Regions from separate parts of the Rattus norvegicus genome. Here region 2 is linked to region 1. The links are chromatin contacts, called in public Hi-C maps. All regions are on one chromosome and are shown on one strand. The core of a region is the stretch at or near the end of the contact, and the rest is flanking DNA. Distances in the headings are between cores, read along the strand shown.

What was found. A called contact is a pair of places that touch in the nucleus more often than the background predicts.
Region 2: a Hi-C map of liver shows a contact between it and region 1, with 2.2 times the contacts expected there. The contact joins the promoter of Kpna3 here to the enhancer-like site in region 1. A contact is called at or near these places in 7 of 12 Hi-C or Micro-C datasets (the A7r5 cell line, the Rat2 cell line, hepatocytes and 3 more).

Annotation. Positions count from the first base shown.
Region 1 is chr15:39,674,122-39,678,055 of GRCr8, forward strand. No RefSeq gene overlaps it. Among named protein-coding and RNA genes, the nearest start is that of Arl11, 17 kb to the left of the region's middle. Within about 2 kb of position 2,445, at least 24 of the 93 cell types and tissues checked have an H3K27ac peak or open chromatin away from gene starts, as enhancers often do. A contact at or near this core is called in the A7r5 cell line, hepatocytes, kidney and 1 more, where this site is marked.
Region 2 is chr15:39,783,848-39,787,712 of GRCr8, forward strand. It overlaps Kpna3 (karyopherin subunit alpha 3), which reads right to left and starts at 2,280. Exons shown (of 17, transcript NM_001014792.1): 1 at 2,205-2,280. The coding sequence starts at 2,273. It overlaps LOC120097005 (a long non-coding RNA gene), which reads left to right and starts at 1,731. Exons shown (of 3, transcript XR_005494002.2): 1 at 1,731-1,829.

The DNA.
Region 1 (3,934 bases), core at 1,195-3,694:
TGTTCAGGTGTGGAGCAAGCGCTCTGCCAGCCGCGGAGCTACATCCCCAGATTTGTGTTCTGATGCCTTCACCGCCAATCACCAACACTTCCTCTAGCTGGTGGGGTCTAATTCAGGCTTCAGTGCCAACAGACAAACGTGACATTTGAGACAAGATGAGGGAAATCCTAAAGGACTACAGAGGCAGCTAGCTGTGAAATCCGCAGCTATCCGGCAGGGAGGTGGGATCCAAGGTTACAGAGCCCTTCACCAGTCTGGACATGATGGGGGAACAGCTGTAAAACAGACTGTGTGAAGTGTGTGGTGACTGTCTGTCTCCCACTCCCTCTTTTCAGGACTTTCCCTTCCGTTTCCAAGTTCTATGGGCCTCTGGTGGGGTTTCCTGCGACTAACACTTCTCCACCCAGCTGGGGTAGTCCCGGTTGCCTGACTCCTCAAAGAAGCTAATGAAGGAGGCTGGCAAGGCGACTCAGTGGGTAGAGTGCCTGTCCCAAAAGCATGAGAGCCTGCGCGTGGCTCTCCGGCACACAGAGAAAAGCAGCATGCTTAGCAGAAACTGCATGTGCTCCTAATGGCGGCGCATCTCTCTAGCCTCCACCCTCGGATTCTCCTGTTCACTTTCTCTGTTCTTTAATGTGGTCCTTCCTGGAGTCCTGGCTTTCCACCAATGGTTCTAGCAACTTCTGTCCTATCCCTGGGAACCAGCACGCTTTCATTCCATGTTACTAAAATGCATTGTCCTACTGAGTATCCCACAATAAAAACCTTATCCTCATCTCTGACGTTTGTCCTCAATCTTAGCTTCCTTAGGAGGGAGGGAGGGATAGAGGTAAGGCTTTCTGGAGTCCCTCTCGATTACCACTGGGTCTTGGGTTTCAATTCTTAACTTGACAAACATGTCTGGCCCATCTGTATTGGACTCTGGGTTGGGGGCAGCCAGCTTTGTGTGGCTGGGAGGATACCAGACGTTCCTTATTCTTGCTGGTGTCTGTCTGTACTCCAGGGCTCCACATCAGGGATGAGAGCTGCCTGCCTGCGCCCAGCTTCTGCCTCTTGGTGCCCCCTGAAGTGATAATGGTGACTCCCCTGGGCCACAGCACCATAAAGTCTCTGGGAGAGGGGTCCTCTTGGTCCTACCACTGTTTCCATGAATGGTATCGCTTGTGGGTGTTCTTCAGGTGGTGTTGGGGGACCCAGCTGGGGGAACGCAGGGCACCCAGGGCCAGGCAAGGGCTAAGGACCCTCTCCTTCGGATTTAGGACTGTCCCTTAGTCCTCTCCCGCCTGGAACAGATATCCACTGACCCCTCACCCCTTTATGGTTGCTCTGAGATTTCTCCTTCTCTTGAAGACAATGGTGATGGAGTACACTCGGGGCCTGTTCTGTGGGCTGACTGAAAGTAACTATGTGTGTGAGTTGAAGCAGGGCAGCCAGTGCAGGGAGGGTTTTTAGTGTGCTTATTCTCACAGGAGGACATGCTAAGCACCGTACCAACCATTCTGGAGGAGGCTAAGAACAAGGGAAGCAGACCTCTTACAGGGTCTTCTTGGCAGAGCTGTTCCAATCCAGTCCTGCAGAGCACACAGCTAGGCCCTAGCTCTGTGGCAGTGAAACTGGGGATCCTCCCTCCCGTGCCCACAGCACCAGGCAGGCAGGCCTCTTAGCTTTCCTTGCCAAGTTCTTTGGTAGAATAAAGATAATCATCCTTGGAGTTCATGGGATTAATGAGGGCGGAACAATACAGCGACAGAAGTGCTGTGAAGAGGGACAGGTCTGCACTGGCACTGGGCTTTCTTCCTTGGGTGCCTGCCAACTTGGCATCCCGAATCCACCCCTTTCCCTCCTCCATTTACAAACTGCCTAAAAAATGGAAAAGGCAAGTGAATCACTGAGTGCATGGCTTTTACAATGGGCACCCTACACCCAGACCCAAGAGTGTCGGGGAAAGGCCTATTGTCTGGAGGTTTTTGAAATCAGACCTTGAAAGAACCAATGTCCTCAGATCTCACTGTTCTACCCTCCCCCAGCCTTGCCCTGGAAACTCCAGATGCTAAAAATACCCTGGCCACCTGCTGCCCAGGGAGACAGTAAATCATGGGCCCTTCTAGCACTAGGATCCCAGCCAGACCTGGTTCAAGGTGGTGCCAGGCACAAACCTAGGAGGTTACGGTCACTTTTCCCCACCCAGGCTGCTACCAGCCATTCTCCCTACAGTCCAGGAGGCTAAGAGACAGAAGGGCAATGTCCAGAGCCAGCAGGACCAGCTTGACCTCTCTGGAGCCAATGTGCCAAGTGGGTGTGGGGTGATCTGGGAAGAAGGCTCCAGGGAAAGGCAGCGGATGAGGTCGCAAGCAACTGCTTCACTGTATTAGACAGGTCTGCACAACCATACATAGTCACTCTGCCCTGTCTTGTTAACCCGGAGCCACCAGATGTCGCTGTTAACAAGGAACACATGTATCTGTGGTGTGATTTTTCTGGACAGGAAGAGAATTAATGGAGACAGCTCTTGCTTGACCTGGGCACTCAGTGGGCTTGGGGGAAATTTGCTAACTGCTTTCAGTTCTAATTAACGCCCCCACCCCCACCCCCACCCCCACCCCTCTAAACTAAACGCAGGCAAGAAATGTCAAAGGTCAATTCACTTTCATTCATTCTTAACACAGGACCACCGACAAGAAATGAGACGCAAATTAAATCTTTAATGGACTTTTCAGTAAAAGGATTCATCAACCAAGACATTTGTGGTGACAAGTGCTGATTGTATTTGAAAATGCAGGAATCCCTGAGAGTTTTCTAGAAAGCCATGTTATTACAAGTAACTGCTACCACACCAGGTTGTGGTGGCACACGCCATCAATTCCAGAGGTACGCTTTCATGTGGACTTTGACTTAATTCACTGATGCTCTAACACGTGTGTCCCTTGGATACCTTGTGGGTAAACAGGACTTTAAAAGTCCCTTTAAGCAACACAAATCTAGAATTCCATGTGTGCCCTTGGAAAGTTCTTGTGTAGTTGGAAAGATGTGTGTACAAAAGTTACTATTGACAATACTCAGGGCTATTTAAGTGACAGAAACAAAGACTCCAAGAAGTGGACAGGGTAAGACTTCGGGGAGAGGGGGGATTGAACCAGGATCTAACTGCAGCACAATGGCCGCACCCGAGCCTCTCCTTCAGAGTTGGAAAGAGGCCATCTAAATGCTTTCAAGTAACAGTCTTCTTCCTCCAGTCACATAAACATCCGAGGAAACTGGCTTCACGAGTCAAGGATGCTTGCTACCAACTGTTGGGCTGAGTCTTGCCTCACTGCCGGGATGCCTAGAGTAGCTGGAATGCCACTTAGGGGCGGCAAGACAGTCTGCAATAGGGGCCCATGTTTTCCTGAGTGGGGAATAGCAGAGTCTGGGATGATTGCTGTGGTTTCCAGTCTCCTGTGCACAGAGGTGCCACTGCTGTACCACTGGGAGTCTGGAATGGGGGGCCTCTGGTCCGTGCTTCCCTTCAGGACGTCCATGAGCCAAGCAGGAAGGGGGAAGGCAGAACCGTGTACGGAAGCTGAGCCAAGTTCGGTTCCGAGTGTGTGCGGAGTATGGAGGGGCCGGAAGAGAGAAGAAGGCCTTCTCTGGGAGATGTCGGCGCAGCTCTTTATGCCAAAGGCCTCCCCCATGGTGACCCTTGATGAAGAGATGGTCCTTGCTTGTCCAAACTGTTTTGCCGGAAGGAATGCTCAGGAACGGAAGCTCATTGGCTGAACATCGGGGCCTATCTAGATACCTCATTAGTGTGGAGAAGCTCAAGTTTTTATGCTATGTGACCGATTGCCATGGTCTGGGTTCCGTGTTCCAAAGAAGGTAAGAGTTAGGGAGCTGGCCCCATACCTCCTGTTCTCAATTCTGAGTTTCACAGGTTTGGGCTCAGTCAACCTTACCA
Region 2 (3,865 bases), core at 1,030-3,529, 110 kb after region 1:
ATAGTCACTTAGCAAATGAATGCTCTCAGATGTTACCAGCACGCTACAGAAACGTGCAATTCTATATCGAAGAATTCTTCTTGGGGTTGGGGATTTAGCTCAGTGGTAGAGCGCTTGCCTAGGAAGCGCAAGGCCCTCGGTTCGGTCCCCAGCTCCGGAAAAAAAGAACCAAAAAAAAAAAAAAAAAAAAAAAAAAGAATTCTTCTTCTCTAGTAAAGGAATGCACCACTTCTAAGTGGTGAGGATTAAATGTTCTTGGTATAGCACACCAATGTATAGTTCTTTGTGTCTGCCACAAAGAACTACCATTTGAATGCCTATTTCATGTCCTAGTTATACTGACATAGGCTTGGACATGAAATGTTGTAAACAAAACCCGACAAAATGGCAACTGTCCTTTTCATGTATCCACAAGCCACTTGTCACCTTCTAGTAAGCAGCAAGTAGTTGCTGTGGATCTATTACATGCAGAAGTCCTCACTAGTTATCATTTAACAAACAGGACACAGAACTCAAACGAATCATGACAAAAACTTACACCAACATCCAGAAAAGGAAAGAATGTACAAGCAATAGAGTATCCACGTAAACTATTCAGGTTTTGCTTACAGTAATAAGAGACAACCTCAAGAACAATTACTGGTGGGACAAAGTGTGGTGGCCCACACCTGTAATCCCAGCACGTGGGAGACTGAGGCAGGATTATTCTCTCTGCTTAACCAGCCTGCCCTGTAGTTAAAGCCTTGTCTCAAAAACAAAACAAATGAAAAGCAAGAGAGACCACACACACGCCACATACACATACACATACACATACACATACATACACACACACACACACACACACACACACACACACACACACTCTTACCAAAAAAACAGACTGATGGATGTTCCATTTGCTAGGTTTCACTTTTGTTTGGAATTCTCATAAAGAAACTTAAATGTGATCAGGGCAGAGATAGAAAACCTATAGTCTCACTCAAATGGGAATTCCACAGATATTCCCCCAGGTTCTTTCCAGTTCATAATTAATTTTGTAGCTCTGAAAAATGGTCCAGGTTCGTCTGCTTCTCAACCAAACCAAACCCTGTATTTACTAACTAGCCTCTTACCAAAGACTACTAGACTATACAAATCATATTACCTACTATTAGAATAGAGAAGAGGATATGGGCTCAAAACTATTTCCCCCATCAAATCCAGAGGTTGGGTCCCAGTGAAGTTTGTGCTATTACACTTCATTGGTTTTAGTAGGAGCAGAGAGACCTCTAGCGCTACCTCAATAAGCAGAGTTTGCAAATAGTAGCTGCTAATGTCACCTTAATGAGACAATGGCAACATGCTGAGTAGCAGCAAACTGAGTGACCACAATGAATGTTTACAGTTTTGCAACCACTTGGAAAATCTACTAGCTTGGTGGCATGTGGTATACACAAGGACGTAGGAATCTATGTATCCAATTTATTTCTGCAAAACAGGTCAAAGAAATTATTTTCCTATTATTCACACTTCCACTCCAAAACGTGCTTTAGAAAAAAAAAAAATCCCAAGATCAGAGGTCTGCACAACCTCCTTCCCAAAGCTTCAACACAATAGACGGTAAACTATTGTCCACCTTTAGCTCGCTCCAAATGCCAGCAGTCACAGGGGTATGAGCTGCAACAGCTCGGGAAGACTGGTCCAAAGGACAGCACTGGAATATAAGAAAATGGTCTTGGCGCATCCTACCCTCCCCCATCCACCACCCTCAAACAAGTCAGTTACCCGGCTGGTCCCCACCCCCCTCTGAGGGCTGCCACCGCCCGCCTGGGCCCGGCTCGCACAAGGTAAGCGCGGGGACCCAGGCTCCATGTGCGGCAGCGCGGGAGGCTGCACCGGCTGCGGACACGAGCGGCGGCCCGGCCCCGGCGGTGCGGTCGGCACGCGGGGCGGCAGCATCCCGGTCCGTCCTCCCGCGCGGCCCGCGGACCCCGCCTCGGCTCCACATCCCTTCCCCTCCGACGCCAGGCCGCGCCCGCGCAGCGGGGCCGAGCGCTCAGCGGTCCCAGGTGCCGCGCTAGCCGCTCAGAGGGCGGCTGCTGCCCGGGCCGCGGCGCCCCGAGGCGGCGGCCAACTCCGACTGACCGCCAGCCGGCGAGAGCCAGCGGCCGCGGGCCCCCGCCCCTCCCCGCCCTACCCAGCCAGCCGCGGAGCACACTCGCCTCCACATCGCGGCCCTTGTTCTTGAAGCTCTTAATGCGGTGGTTCTCCAAGCCGGGGTTCTCGGCCATGGCTGCGCGCGGCTCCGGAGGCGGCTGCTCCTGCGGCGGCGGCGGCGGCGGCGGCGGCGAGTCGAGCGGGAGGGGACGGAGGGGGAGGAGCGCGCGCTCCGTGACGCTTGGAGCGCGAGGTGGCCGCGGCGCGGGGGCGGCGCTGAGGAAAGGCGCGCGCCGGAGAAGGCCGGGGCGCTGGCCTGCCGGCTGTCGCGTTGACCCTACCCTCACCCCTTCGCCGGGCCTCCCCACAGCAGCTAGTCATGTGCTAGAAATGGAGCCCGACCTAGCAGCTTTTACCGCCACCCCTGAAGCGGGGCGGAGGGCGCAAACTACAATTCCCAGATTGCCAGGCGCGGGTCTGAGCCACGGTGTGAGAGGACGAGAAGCATGCCGGGAGGGCTGTGCGCGCGCTTTCGGCTAGGCGCTCTCTGAGCGCGGGCTCGAAGCCCCACCTCTGGGCGGGCTGGTGGGCGGGGCAACTCTGGAGATGGCACCTTGCAGCCTATCCGGAGAGAGAGGCGGAGCTCCGGGGGCGCACCTTGCTTTCTACAGCTTCGAAAATTAGAAAAAGAACGGCCACGCGTGCTTTGCGCTTTTGGCTTCTTTAGGGTCTCCTCAAATAGCAGCCACCCTCAAACCCTGTTCTCTGCTTTGCTTCGGTTTTATAAATAGCACGCTTGTTTCCACTCCACAAATACATGTGAGTGTGATGTGTGTGTTTATGATTGCTTCCTGCACCCGCTATTAAACTCAATGAGAAAAGAGACACTGTTGGTCTCAAAAATCTGTCAGATCAAAACAGTACCTAGTAAATTCTGATTTTAAAAAAAAAGTGTTCTAGCATCCCCTGATTTCTCCAAGCATCCTTGTGCAACCTTCACTTTGGCAGCCCTACCTTTCTATGACCTGATGCTTTAGTCTACCTAACACAATGTAGCCTTCAGGACCTAAGTCTGCAGACTCCAGATTGTCAACTCCCTTTAGCTTCCTGTTGGAACAATAACAGTTTTTTTGTTGGTTTTGGTTGGTTAGTTGGTTGGTTTTGTTTTTGTTTTTACAGCAAGATAACCTTATTAGATTATATATGAGTATTACATTTCAGAATTGTCTTAATTAGGGTTTCTGTTGCTGTAAAGGGACACCATAATCATGGCAACTCTTATAAAGGAAAATATTTCATTGGGGCTGGCTTACAGTTCAGAGGTTGAGTCCATTGTCATCATGGCAGGAAGTATGGTGGTATGCCCGCAGACATGGTGCTGGAGAAGGAGCTGAGAGTTCCACATCTCAATTTGCAGGCAGCAGAAGGTGACTGTGTCCACAAGGGACCTAACTTGAGCATAGGAGACCCAATGTCCACCTCATATTTCCTCCAACAAAGCTATACCTCCTAATAGTGCCACTCCCTATGGGCCAAGCAATCAAACACATGAGTCTATAGGGGCCATCCCTATTCAAACGACCACAAGAATCTTAGCAAATATAAGCTTATGTGCAGCGGTATGCTACATACGATCGGAATGATCGGTCAGAGTTTGGTTGAAATGCACCATAAAGAATTCAGTTAAGAAAATCTTCAGAAGAAGAGGAACCTGAAAGTCAAGAGT